Regions from separate parts of the Mus musculus genome. Here all the other regions are linked to region 1. Evidence: chromatin contacts called from public HiChIP or PLAC-seq data. All regions are on one chromosome and are shown on one strand. The core of a region is the stretch at or near the end of the contact, and the rest is flanking DNA. Distances in the headings are between cores, read along the strand shown.

Region 1 (3,338 bases), core at 212-2,711:
TTTTTTTTTTTTTTTTTTTTGCAAGAATCCCAGGGCAGGAAAAGCTCAGGTGCAGCAGGGCTTGAAGCATCCTTCCAGGGCCTGTTGCTAAATCTGTTCTGTGCTTGCAGACAGCAGCCATCCTCGTGTGCCTAGCTTGTTAGTGTGAATATTCCCAGTGCCCTTGGAGGGTTTCCATCCAGCACGCGCTCATGTAGAAACGCCGCGTGGCAAACCTTTCATCAGATATCATAAAGAAGATGTCAGCCCGATGCAGATGCAAACGCATCTGGGAGCAGCCAGGAAGAGTCTTTCATTTTCAAACCTGTCACAGAGCTCTGCTCTGAGCACAAGCAGCCTAAGAGAAGGTGCATGCAGAGGCGGGTGGGGAGCAACAGCTAGCCAGCAAGTCTAGAAGGCCTGGGAATGCCCTCATGTCCTTCCCAGCCAAGCCTGCCTTAAGGCACAGAGATGAAACCTCACAGCAAGAGAGGCCTACAGGGCCCAGAGAGCGGAAGTGGATTCTTGTCAGAGAAAAGATTCTGTCAAGGGAGAACACGAACTCTGGATGGAAAGGTCAGAACTGTAAGGAGAATTCTTGGGGGCCAGGTCACTGGTCAGACAGGTGCTGCTGTTGTGCTGTAATGTCACAGTCCGCATCGAGGAACATCAGTGGGCCTGAGGAGGATGACTGGCCAGGCATGGGACCCTCCACTGCCAAGTGGCTCAGCTCCAGTCTCACTCTCTCGGCTTGCTCTTCTGATCTACCAGCCCTTGCCTCTTCCCCTCAGCCCTGCTGCAACACCACACAAGCTTGGGAAGTGGTATCAGAGAGAGGACCACACCCAAGGGGAGCCCTCAGCAAACATCAACTCAGTTTTCTACCGTGCCCCTAACCCTGTAAGCCTATGCACACCACCGAACCATCATCTGTGGTTCAAATGTTGAAGGCAGAGAAGGGCAGCATGGGAGGAGGGAGACACATTGAATGATCACCTGGCTGTCAGATGTTGTCTGAGAGGTGCAGAAGTCTGCCTGCCTTGTGGTTAAGGGTGTAGGCTAGAAAGTCAGACAGCCCACTGTCCATTCCAGTGCTCCCTCAGCTTCGGCATCCTCCCTCCGCCTTGTTTAATTGTTGTGATAGTGATGGTCACAACACCACCTTTGTCACTACTCCTGGTGCATATGGATGTCACAAGGGCTGGTTACAATGTCAACCTTGGCTTAGAGAAGCTGGGCAGTGTGGTTCAATTAGTTAGTCTTTAAGACTAGCTTTTCTCATCCACCACCAGAATAATAACAATCGCCACACACACATCACAGAGTGGCCTCAGGATTAACATGGCCATCTCCTCACAGCTCCTCAACACGGAAGCTCTCTAAGAAGCATCTGCTATCCGGGACTTACCACCTTCCTCTTTCAGAAAGGGTGCAGTCTGGTTAGGCATAAGGTTGTGGATGACCTATTAGCAAGAGGAAAGGAATCTGACTAACTCTTTGCTGGAATGCACTCTCCAGAACTACAACCCGGCCTGGCCTGGGGGCCCCCAGTGTGCACACCACTGCGCTGCCCAGCAGGTAAATGTTGCCTGACCACAAAGTCGAGGGGAGGGACTTTCATCAAAGCAACTTTCAGTTGGAGCCCTGAGTGTGAAGGCACCCCTGCCGCTGAAAGACCATGTTCCTGACCTCTGCTCCCAACATTGCTCCATTCCCCAGGGACAAGCCTCGGCTTGGGATTTGGAGAAAAGGCCGGGCTCCAGGGCCCAGGGGTGTTTGCACAGGGAGGAGGTGGAAGTAGTTTCAGCAGCTTGATTCATGACTGCAGCAATCTCTGTCAAACAGGTTTCTGCAGTTCAGGGAGACCTCTTTGTTCTATTGTTCCAGACAGCCAGACAGACCTCTCTGCAACCCTGGAAGGGGGCAGTGGGGTGGGAAGGAAGCCCCCTGGAGTCCTGCCAGCAGCAACTCCGGATCACACAACACCAAGGATCCGATTCAGTCTGACTAAAGCCTGGAAACCTGGGGAGCCGAGGGTGCCAGATCTGTAAAAAGCATCTGACACTACAGTAAAAACAAACCCCCAAAACCTAGACCCCCCTGAGGAACATTCCCAGCTCCGCCAAGTGTATGATGGGAAACCTGGCAAATCGTGGACATTTGAAAAACTAGCCTGCAGATCATTTGGTTTTGATGCAATAGAATATTACTCAATCTTATAAACAGCCATATACTGATAGATATTATAATAGATATTATATAGTAAGTGTATATATAATAATACATATATGTGAGATATATACTATATATGTCATTATGCTAAAGAAAAGATGCCGGATACAAAAGACTCCATTTATATGAAATATCTGGAACAGACAGATCGATAATAAACAATTAGTGGTTGTCATCAACGGAAGTGACTCGGTGGGTGTTGTTGGTAAAGGTCTAGGGTGAGGTGGTGCCGACATCTGCACAGCCTTGTGAGTTTAAAACCCACTCAGACGTTACGTTTAAAGAATGGCTATAATGGTGTGTGGATTGTCTTGATTTAAAAACAAAATCACATAAATAAGAAAGATCTAAGTACTTGCTCCACAACCATTCCCCGGGCACCTGCCCTGTTAAGCCGCTGCGAGCAATCAGGCTAATACGGATGGATGAGACAATAGGTCCCTTCATCACAGTCTCCCGGGATGGTATTCTTTTGGATTGAGTTGAACCTCTCCAGCTCTTAGTTTCTTAGACTCAGACTAAGATCTTTTGTTGTTGTTGTTGTTATTGCTATTGCTTGGCTGCCTGGTTTGAGGTTTGAGGTTGTTTGTTTTTGTTTTATTTTTTGTTTGCTTGTTTGTTTTGAGACAGGGCTTCATGTACCCCAGGCTAGCCTTGGGTTTAAGGCATAGGTGAGGATGACCATACATTTCTGATCCTCCCATCTCTACTGAGGTTACAGGTCTGCACTATCACACGCAGGGTTTGTACTGCTGGGAATAGAGCCCAGTGCTTCGTGCTTGCTAGGCCAGCCCTGCCAGCCCTGGTCCGAATCTCTGTTGGAGCCCTTCTCTTGATATTACCCTACAGCAATGGCTGAGGTTCCTGAAGAACACCTTGTGATACCACATTCCCCGGAACAGTGGTCCCCAAGCTTGATGCTCCACTGTGATCCATGAAACCACGGTTTCTGAAGTGTTGTCTGAGCCAGGCTAAAGTGGCTTTGCTGTCATAGCTGCACACCGGTCAGGTTCTGGAACCCTGCTCCAAACCTTCATAACCAAAGCCTGGCAGCTGGATTACCCTGACTTTGCTCTGGATGGTTCCAGGCCTTCCATACATCCCTCCCATGTGCGCTCTCACCTTCC
Region 2 (3,338 bases), core at 352-2,851, 580 kb before region 1:
ACATTTTGCTGGGGTAAATGTGTTTATAAGGTTCATAATTCATCTGAGGTATGAGCCTGTGGTACCAGCTTTCTTCTCTCATGAAGAGAGCCAAGTGCCGTCTGTTCTCTTTGGGGCTTTTGCCTGTAGTGGACAGTGAAGGCTGCTGGCTTGATCAAACACGTACCATGGTTCTAGCAAACATGCTTCCCCCTTCCCGGTTGTGCCCTTGTTTGACTTCATTCTATACAACTTGATTAGGGTCTCCTCTTAAGTCCCATCTCATGATAGTATTATTATTATATCCTTGAAGGTAGTAATTAGAGTTATGAAGAGTCGTTTTTTCCTGGTTCTTTTCCTGAGTGGCTGGACTTTAGCTAATTCATTTAATCTCCTTGAATCTTAGTATTTTCATCCTTTAAATGATAGTGAAGTGTGTCTTGCTGAATATTACCTGTTTCTGGTAAATGTGCAAAGAAATGACTGTCAAAGCAAGCAGAAAACTGCTAAATGAGCATAAAATCCAAAAAAATTTATCATTTTATGACTTTTGAAATTCATTATAATGCCTGACACTTTGCAGGCACCAGCCAACTGGTGCGCCTCCATCTATTATTTAATGTGGTGAGGGGATATGCTATCACTTGTCACCACTAAGGACCCACTAAATCTCATCTCATTCCATCCCCCCACTTCTCGTTTGATGAAGAGGAACCTGAGGCTAGGAAAGGTTAAGCAACACATTCAAGGTCACACAGCTAAGAGCCTGTGCTCTCACGGGGTTCCCACATTTGCCTTCCTCTGGTCCCAGAACAGGGACAGCTTCTGGTCATGCTAAGAGGTAAAGGATTCAGCCAGCTCTATGAAGGTATTAAAGGCAGAGCTGGGACCAGCGCGAGGCCTGTCGGCTGTCGGTCCAGTGCTCAGCTCCGGCTCCCTTTCTGGCAGAGGTGGACACCTGAGATAGAAGGAGGCTCTCGTAGCTTCTTCTGTTCTCACCTCTTGGAGGCGTGCCTCTCACGGTCCAGGTTTCTTTTTTGTCATCGAATATATTTATATTTATATTCCTTTCACAAAGGAGAAAATGGGAGCATAGAGAGATCGCCTGAGCTTTTCTCTTCCAGGTAGAACACTTCCACATACTGCAGTAAGAGGAGAAAGCCGGATGGTTGGAATTTGAATATGAGGAGACACGTTAGTGACAAGCAGTAAGGCTGAACTGGAAGAAGCCAGCCAATCCCCTTCCACTTCCTTCCTGAGGTCTTTGCCTCTTCTGAGCTTGGCTTAGCCCTGACCGGAGTGAGCTCAGACACGACAGAAAGAAAGAGGAAATAGATTGTGTTTGTCTGTGGTGCTAGAGTAAGATACGGAGCAACAGTCACCCTAAAGGCCAGCCTGGACTTCCCCAGCTGACATTTGCTTTACTCGGGGGATCGATAATCTTGGCCGCAACACCTACAAAACCTGGGCCTGAGCTGCCTCCATTTCCAGCCTGCTTGGGTTTCAGTTCTTTCCAAGGTATCATTTCCTGGTTGTTTCTTTGGCAGTTTCTTCTGCACCGGCAAGGTTTAGTGTGCCCGGGCGTTTACCAGGTGTTGGCTCCCCCCTGCTGTCAGAAAGAAGCATTGCAAGGACTTGACAAGTTGCGTGTATCTCATGAACTCAAGAACTCATTGTCTGGGAGTGCTTGTCTCACGTCTCCTCAACAAGACATTGACTGTCCACGCGAGTGGGTCCAAGATCGGTAGCCATCAGTGCTCAGTTCACACTGCTGTTTATGCATTAAGGGAGTCGGTTTATGGAGCAATCAACGTGGTTTAGCACGCAATGCTTTCTAATTTCTGAGAACTTGGGCCTTTTGTTAAGGCCACTCCCAGCCTTCCTGGCCTCCTCTGAGCAGGCAGCATGGATACTTCTGATCGCGGTGGGAGCTGAATCCACCTTAGGTGCCTTGACACTCTCAGGCTTTTTACAGCAGGTCACCAGAGACTGGAGTCCCTTCAGGGCTGAGGAAGTGGAAGGGTTTCATCAGTCTACTGAGAGCTACCGGCCACTTGAGGTCCTCAGGGTTGGAGAGGCTAAGTTTCCTTCTTATTTACATTGCTGAACTGTCCTAGAGCAGTGGTCCTGGGCTCCTGTTACCAGCTTCAGAGGCTTGTCTCAGCCCTTAGGGCAGGGGCTCTCAGCCTTTGAATAGAGACTCAACCCCTTTCGCAGGGTCGCAGAAGACCATGGGAAGACGTAGAAATTTACATTACAATTCATAAAGATAGCAAAATTAAAGTCATAAAGTAGCAATAAAATAATTTTATGGCTGGGGGTCACCACACCACGAGGAACTGTATTAAAGGGTCACAGCATCAGGAAGGCTGAGAGCCACCGCCTTAGGAGGCGTCTACATCTTCAGCTCATGCTCCGTCTCTTGTCTGGGCTTCTTGTTTTCCTTGCCTTTCAGGTTCCCATGTTCTTAAAGTCCTAGAGGTCATAGGTTCCCCAAAGCTTCTTTCCAAAGAATAAAGGCCACCGCCCACTACTCTATATTGTAAGCACGCACTGTCTCTTGGGTTCCTCCTCATTTGTGTGACTCAAGCCTTTCTTACCCCCATAGGTACTACTCGGGACTCTCTCCCAGGGTGCATTGCTTCTGCTCCAGCTAGAATATAAATAGCTGGCTGCCAGTCCCTGGGCCGTCCCCTCAATACTTCAAACTGTGTGTGCCAGGGAGGGATTCAGCCAGGAGCGCACAGAGATGGCTCAGAGACTCCGGCTTTCCAATGGCCTGTGTCACTCAGCAGGCCCCGAGCATCTGTAGATTCTAAGCAAACATTTTATTTTGTCTTTGTCTGCATTATGACATGGTTTGTGATCCCCCCCCCCCACTTATCACATCTGCAGTGTGTTGGGTGTCTACAGTGTTGGAGATGAGGCTGGGGCTGACGCTGTATTCTGGACGATGTTTCCCACAGGTGATTTGTGCTTTACCCAGCACAAGGGCAGCTTCTGGTCAGGCAGAGAGGTAAAGGATTCAGGCAGCTCCATGAAGGTATTAAAGGCAGAGCTGGGACCAGCGTGAGGCCTGTCGGTCCAGTGCTCAGCTCTGGGCTCCCTTCCTGGCAGAGGTGGACCCCTGGGTCAGAAGGAGGTTCATGAAAGCCCCTCTCATCGAAGATGACAGAAAGTTTCAAAGGCAAATAAATATTCACTGGAGGCAAAGTGTGAACACTTCAAAGGAGAGTCACTGAAACATTCCCTTCGGGGGAGGGAGAGGGGGGGATGACACTTAGAGTTCAGAAATCCCAGAGGGTAGTGTGTCTGGCCAATCTCGGTAAGATGGGCAGGTACTTTCTCTTATTAATGTT
Region 3 (3,338 bases), core at 407-2,906, 540 kb before region 1:
ACCAAGCTGAGGACCACAGTAGAACGGAGGAGAGTCCCACACACTGGAGATGTAGTAAAATGTAGCCTTTTCCAGTTCCAAGGTCAGCAGGGAGGAATCTTTTCCTTCTTCCTGTGCTTGTCTCTCTGCTGGTATTTCCCACAGGCCAGCCCCAGCCAGAGCCAACAGGCCTGGCCAGAGCAGGAGGGAGGAGACCCTGCTACAGAGATCAGAGTGGCTACAGTGTCAGGAACTGGCTGGAGGAGTTGGTGACCTTCCTATTAGTTTTTGTTTATTGTAAATTTCCACTTGGCCAGACTGGACATTTTATCTTTTGTGAGTGAGGCAAAAGCCTGGAGAACATTTAGAGAATTATTTACACCTATTATATTTTAAACTGGACAGTACCTCAGCAGCTCAGCAGTGATGCAATCGATACTCAATGTTCTTACCACAAGCTTAACCAAATGTTAATATTCTACCAGATTTAGTTCAAATATTTATTTAAGGAAATAAAGTGTTGCAAATTCAGCTATAACCATCTCCCCTAACCCTAACCTCCCACCTTGTAGCCATTTACCCCCTGAAGTGTCACCTTCTGTAACACTGTGATATATTCACAAACAACACACAGTAGGTATGTTTATTTTTAAGTGGTTAAAACCGAAATCCCATTTTTTTCAACTTAGCTTTCTTTAAACTTAACTATATATTTTTTTGAGATTTATTCGTGTTAATAAGTCACTTGTAGTTCATTCATTGTATTCTTTTTTTGTATGTAGAATATGTGTCATGCACATGTTATGTACATGACAGGGTGTTTGTACATACGTGTGGAGGTAAGGAGTTGACATTGGGTATTGACCTCCATCATTCTCCACCGTAGCTTCAAACCAGGTTTCTCACTGAACCTGGAGCTCGCTGATGCGGCTGGCTAATGAGCCTCAGCGATGTTTGTGTCTTTATTTTTTCCAGGGCTAGGTTATAGGTATAAGCCACCACTCCTGGCTTTTCTCACGGGTGCTGGAGATCTGAATTCAAGGGCCCACACTGATTTGAAGGCCTCATGGTCAGACAGCAAGCGCTTCTCCCCAGCCCCACCAACAGCTCCTCATAAGACCACACTACGCTTTAGTGCACGCCTGTGTTGGTGGATGTTTTGGTTGTTCCAGGTCTCTTCATTTTTCTCTCTTGACCCCCCCTTCCTTTCCTCTTCCATTCTAAATTCCATCATTATTGTTACAGATTCTATGTTAGGCATCCTCAGATCGGATTACATCGCTTCTGAGATTCACACCTGGAAGAGGAACGCCCATCTTCAACTCTACTAAGAATGCTACTTCATCCCCTAGACGGGTTGTACCAATTTACAAAGTCTGCATAAGCCAGGGATATCGAAAGCCTTTTTGTGTCTGCTCCAAAGGGAGTCGAACCTCAAAGGCACTGATTCAGGGGTCCAGGGAGGCTGTAGTGAAAGATCCCTGTTTACTGTTACTGAGACTTCAACGACAGAGAGCACCGATTTTTTGTTCAGGCAGAAATGTTCCAATTCACCTTTCCCCTGGTGGTATATCACTGTATTCATGCTGAATCCACCCAGGGCTGCTATGCAAAGAGGAGAGGAGACTTGCCTGTCCCAGCTCCCTGCAGGGCTGAGGCTGACAAGCCAGCTGGTGCTGTGTGCCAAGCAGCTTGGCAGTGAGCAATTCAGCTGGTTCCTGGGACAGGAGGCAGCAGTGACTGATCACAGAACTGAACATCTTCAGAGCTCTTTTACTCTATAAATATAGTCTTTGCAGAAAGCAGTGAAGATGGCGAAGCTTCCGGCCAACAGCAAACACAGCAAGAGAGGCTAGGGTGTGGCGTGTGAGCTTCGGAGTCAGGAGTTGATCAGGGGGGCTGGTCACCTGTGACGTCATTCTCCAGATTGCAACTCTGTGTGAACAAACACTTCAGTTTGTGTTACAGTTTGGGGGAGTGTTTGTTTTTTAAGAGACAGAGCACAAAATTATGAATTCTAAACTAGGGTCTTGGTAAACTGTCTCTGCTTTGGTGACTCTGAGGGAGGGACAAGAGGCTCAGGGTGTCTGGGAGGGCACTGTCAGTGTCTCCTCAATGGCTGGGCACTATGAATTCAGTGTTGTAGAAGAGTGAGAGTGGAGATAGAAGCTGGGTACTAGAGATGCCCAAAACCAATGAGAGGATGTGTGTTGGAGGGTGTTTGTGTACGTGCACAAAGGAGGGAAACAGGGTAGTGAGAAGCTTGGCAGCCAGTGGTGTAAAGATGAGAAGAACTAGGAACGGTGTTGGGGAGGTGGTTTTGGAGATGGTCCCATAGACTCCACTAGATGCTCAGCCCCTAGTTAGAACTAATTACTAGCTGCTGCTGGTCAGTGATGGATGGGGCAGAGGTGTACTGCGGGTTAGGAAGGACGGGTACGTGCATAACCCCGTGCTCTCTCCCCTGCTTTACACAGGGATGAGTTTAACTGACGAGTGACTGAAACAAACCATGTACCTCTTAAACATCAGTGTGTCTGCATAGAAGACGTCAGGCACTTAGAGAATAAAGTGTTAAAGGATCAAGGTCCTCCCTCACCCTCGGGAACTGGGGGTAGGGGGTTGTCAACAAACTGTCCCTATGAGTTGCAGTAAATAAGGGGGGGAGGAAAAGGGCCTTCTGGAAACCTACTTCAAAGGACAGAGCCATCTTCCAGATGGGCAGTTCCATGGGTCGAACTTGCCTTCCAATCAGAGAGGGGCCCTTGCTTTCAGAATCAAAGTCGGGGACATAGTCTAACACGGTAACAGAATACTTGAAACGCCAGCTTTCCAGGAGCACCGGATTCTGAGTCGGGAGGTCGCTGTGGGGAGGTTGAGTCTCTTCAGAAAACATTGAAGAGGAACAGAAGAAGCGGCTTTCTGGAGAAGCTCGGCTGAGCACATTGATAGACACATTTCTAGTTTCCTCTTGGAACCATTTGGGGTGGCCTGCTTATTCTCATTTTATAGAGGTTACATCCAACAGCTGGGCAGTTTTAACCATTTCTCAGTTACCCAGTTAGTCTATGGTGGGGCCTCTGTTCTTCAGTGGCCTAGATTCTTCTCCAGCTCTGAGGAAATGAGGGCAGTGGTGAGAGTCCTTTCGCAGGCTGTCGATGTGCTGAAGGGCTTTGCTTCTGGTCCATTCCATTGTCTATCACCTCCATCCAGGGAGGATATGCAAGGCAGCATCTGCCACGACAACCTGGAATGTTTCTTGTCCTTGTTGGAGCACTGTGGGTGAGAGGGTGCTGAGTGTGGCCACGCCCTTGTGAGAATTCACACCTGCGAGACCTGTCATGCATACATTTATGTTC
Region 4 (3,338 bases), core at 310-2,809, 520 kb before region 1:
TACCAACATGTAAGGATTTAACCAAGTGGCTCCAAGGGAACAGCTCAATGTTCCATGCCACTGGAAAGCTCTCCCGTCACAGTGAACTCTCTCTTAGTTGATTGGAATGACAGTGTAGGGGTACGGTTAAGGCCTGGCCTGAAACAAACCCAACCAAAGTCCATTCGAAGGGTTTTTGAAATCTTTAGACATATTTTATAGGAAAAAATCGCTGGTTATACATATTCCTATCGCAAGTAACAGATGCAATTGTAAGCAAGATCTCAGAGGAGAATCAATTTTAGGCCATGAATAAGAACTTTGCAGAAGAAAAAGAGTAATGCGTTTGAAGTTAAAAATCCATCCCTCCTTTCCCCTCTCCATGCCTTCTGTGTCTCTGTCACTTCTTTCTGTGGCATGTAGTGACATCCTGGGATTGACTTAAAAATAATGCCAAACAACATCCACAGAAAACTGTGTTGACACTCTGGAAATGGATGTCTGGTAATGCAGAAGATGGATCCGGGGAGACCCAGGAACTCACACTAAAGGTAAAGATGAAGAACTTGGAGGAGGACATTTTATGAGTACAGGAAAAACCATTTCTGAAATAGTATATGATTGTAGGTACTCTGTGACTCAGACATTTTCAGTCATATTTTTTTTTCAATGTAAGTGGACATTTAACTCTTTCATCTACTGCCTTCCATGCTTGAGGGCTAACACCGGGGAGAGCACCTTCTGGGTTCTAAGCCCTAGGGACTCAGGAGTGAGTGGGTTTTCTCTCAGCCCCACTTCTCAGGTAAGCTTTATCTCCCCTTACCATGGACCCACTGTTTGGGCTTTCCTGGTTATGGCTTGGGGAAGCAGCTCCCGTCTCCCCATCTCACCTCAGCTTTCAATTTACCTGTGGAAGGCACAGATGCTAAGATTGTCATTCCTGAGCAAGTCTGTTCATAATATCCCAGGAAGGTGATCCAGACAGACACGGGTTAGGTTGGGTCTCATCCCTGGACTGCTCAGCTGTGACCACATTTTACCTGTTCCGCTTGACTTGTGTGTGACTGGAAACACAGTGGACATTATTAGAGACATAACATTTGGTGTGTGTGTGGAGGAAACCAACATTTACAGGTCTGTGTATGGTAGAAGATGGGAGGGTTTTGGGCAGTGAGTAACATGTGAAGATGTGCATTTGGTTTTCCTGTGAGGAATGACATCATTGGCAAAGACTATGAATAGACTTTCAGAAGAGTGTATGAGAGGAACCAGGGATCTTTTGAGACCCTGAAGAGTTTTGAAATAGACAGTGATGGCCCGCAGTGAAACTATGTTTCCTGCCAATCTTCTAGGAACTGACAGAAGCTGAAGACAGCAGAAGGAAGAGGGGGCAGTTGGTGGATGAACTCTGAGGAGAGATGAACACACTCAGACATAGCTGGTGGAGGGGTTTCCCGTCCTGCGCCCTGGCTTCCCGTTTGTGGAAAAACATTCTCTCTGGAGTCAGACAAGCATAGAGAATCTCTGACAAGACTTAATGGTGACAAAATGTGAGGACTCATGAGTCACCCTGGCTGGTGCTGTCTGCTGAATGTGTGGGCCCAGATGCAAACACACACCTTACACAAGGGCAGGCTCACTGGTTAACAATGACTCAACAGAGGTGGTACAGATAAACGGGATGACTCACAAGTTCAAATTCTGCAGTTCCTTCCTGTGGTTGGAGGACAGGTGATTTTCAGAGTGATCACCTCCGAGGGCCACTTTCTCCATGTCTTATCTTTAATTCTCCAGGTCAGTTCAGCCTTTTGGGACATCTGTGCTAGAGATTAGGCCAGCCATATTAGGATCTTAGCCTGTTAGTCGGTTTTCTCTGAGATACCCGTCGTCAGCTTCTTTATTCTAATTGTTCATCCACAACTTTTCTATTCTCATACATGCATGTGGGGTGCTGGGGTGCCTGCCTGAGGAGTGATACAGATTTGAAGTGCCTCTGAGGGCTGTCCGGAACTTGCTTTATGTAGAATTTGTTTCAGTTGGAGACTCTTCAGCCCTCTGCCTCCACGTGCGTATGTGTGTGTGCATGTGCATGTGTGCATGTCTAGGGCAACGGTGTAGTACCAGCAGGGAAATATGGCCCAGAAAGTCCTCGGACCTTTCTCACTCTCACTTACTAATCATGCCGAGCCTTGGGCAGGATATTTGACTGCCATTTTTCTCACTTGTAAATTAACCTCCTCTATGAGGGTGATAGAAGAATAAATGTGACATTTCTGTAACATCTCTGTCTGGAACATCACACACCAAGTTGTGCTGATTGAATTGGCATGATTTCCGAGGATCCTTTTCTGGGTGGTGTTTCTACGCAATATCTGACCAGGGCCATGACTGCTGGCGTATGAAGGCCTCTCTAGAAAGGGATCATTTTCCTTGTCCCCCTAATGTGACTCCAGCTGACCGGCCTATGGTTCTGAATATTGGATACAGGTTGTTCTCTGCAGGAGGGTCCCCGGGCTGAAGGATCGTGGACTCCATGCGTGTTCCCTCCACCTTTCTTGGGGCTTAAGACCCCGTATTTTGAGCCTCAGAGAACCTGGCATAGCATGTGTTGCTCATCCAGGATCTCACCTGGGACTGGAGAGAGTATAAAGTTACTCTTGCCTGAGCCACACTGCCTTTGCATACTCGGCTTCCTCCCTCTGAAGCAGTCTTCTCACATCTGGAGCAAACCTTAGTCATTCTTTAGCAGGCTGCTCATTGCAAAGCATTTTCTGGCCATGCTCAGGGAATTCCGTTGCTCCCTTTTCTGTGTACCCCAGCTCTGTGCTGGTGCCTATGTCTAAGCTCCTGTTAGTTACCTGCGGCTTGGGACTGTCAAGGCTGTTCAATTTCATCGGCTCCCCTGCTGGTTCTGTTTTCTGCATTGTAAAGTCATTCTCTTGGTTCCCAAGGGCACTCTACTTTCTCTGGCCCCAAGCTTGTATACATGTCAGTCCCTCTTCTGACAGCCCTGCAGACGACCCCTGTCCCGTGCGTCCTTGGCCTCAGCCTGTATGGAGAGCTTCTATGGGGAATGTTGCCAAGCATGTGCATCTAAGGTGGTATTCCCGTGGATTCTGTGGTCCCATGGATTCTCTTAGTCCCTGTCACGTCTCTGCCACTGCATCACCTGCCTGGCTGGACTGTGTGTGAGGGAATGGGATTCTGTGGCTTGCTCTACGCTACATTCCAGATTCTGGCACTGGCCTAGAGTAGCCACTTGCCACATCGATTTTCATGTCCGTTTGTTTCTTGCCAAAAAGTGTTAGCTCCTTGGAGAGGAGCCGATCTCCATGCCAAGCCTGTCTCCAGTGTCACTG

Evidence for each region. HiChIP or PLAC-seq counts read pairs in DNA pulled down with a chosen protein or histone mark.
Region 2: a FOXA1 HiChIP or PLAC-seq map of pancreatic cancer cells shows a contact between it and region 1. The contact joins two enhancer-like sites. A contact is called at or near these places in 1 of 15 datasets of contacts at CTCF or cohesin (the NIH/3T3 cell line), 1 of 484 Hi-C or Micro-C datasets (embryonic stem cells), 3 of 115 datasets of contacts at active chromatin or transcription factors (cardiomyocytes, embryonic stem cells and pancreatic cancer cells) and 3 of 9 other capture datasets (adipose tissue, embryonic stem cells and pancreatic islet).
Region 3: a FOXA1 HiChIP or PLAC-seq map of pancreatic cancer cells shows a contact between it and region 1. The contact joins two enhancer-like sites. A contact is called at or near these places in 6 of 484 Hi-C or Micro-C datasets (the G1E-ER4 cell line, embryonic fibroblasts and embryonic stem cells) and 3 of 115 datasets of contacts at active chromatin or transcription factors (extraembryonic endoderm stem cells, pancreatic cancer cells and trophoblast stem cells).
Region 4: a contact with region 1 is called in an HNF4G HiChIP or PLAC-seq map of pancreatic cancer cells. The contact joins two enhancer-like sites. A contact is called at or near these places in 2 of 115 datasets of contacts at active chromatin or transcription factors (extraembryonic endoderm stem cells and pancreatic cancer cells).

Annotation. Positions count from the first base shown.
Region 1 is chr3:102,134,179-102,137,516 of GRCm38.p6, reverse strand. All of the region lies in intron 8 of Casq2 (calsequestrin 2), which reads right to left. Among named protein-coding and RNA genes, the nearest start is that of Casq2, 49 kb to the right of the region's middle. Within about 2 kb of position 1,461, at least 68 of the 459 cell types and tissues checked have an H3K27ac peak or open chromatin away from gene starts, as enhancers often do. A contact at or near this core is called in pancreatic cancer cells, where this site is marked.
Region 2 is chr3:102,713,429-102,716,766 of GRCm38.p6, reverse strand. No RefSeq gene overlaps it. Among named protein-coding and RNA genes, the nearest start is that of Tspan2, 20 kb to the left of the region's middle. Within about 2 kb of position 1,601, at least 195 of the 459 cell types and tissues checked have an H3K27ac peak or open chromatin away from gene starts, as enhancers often do. A contact at or near this core is called in pancreatic cancer cells, where this site is marked.
Region 3 is chr3:102,675,664-102,679,001 of GRCm38.p6, reverse strand. No RefSeq gene overlaps it. Among named protein-coding and RNA genes, the nearest start is that of Gm40112, 17 kb to the left of the region's middle. Within about 2 kb of position 1,656, at least 72 of the 459 cell types and tissues checked have an H3K27ac peak or open chromatin away from gene starts, as enhancers often do. A contact at or near this core is called in pancreatic cancer cells, where this site is marked.
Region 4 is chr3:102,657,797-102,661,134 of GRCm38.p6, reverse strand. No RefSeq gene overlaps it. Among named protein-coding and RNA genes, the nearest start is that of Gm40112, 35 kb to the left of the region's middle. Within about 2 kb of position 1,559, at least 32 of the 459 cell types and tissues checked have an H3K27ac peak or open chromatin away from gene starts, as enhancers often do. A contact at or near this core is called in pancreatic cancer cells, where this site is marked.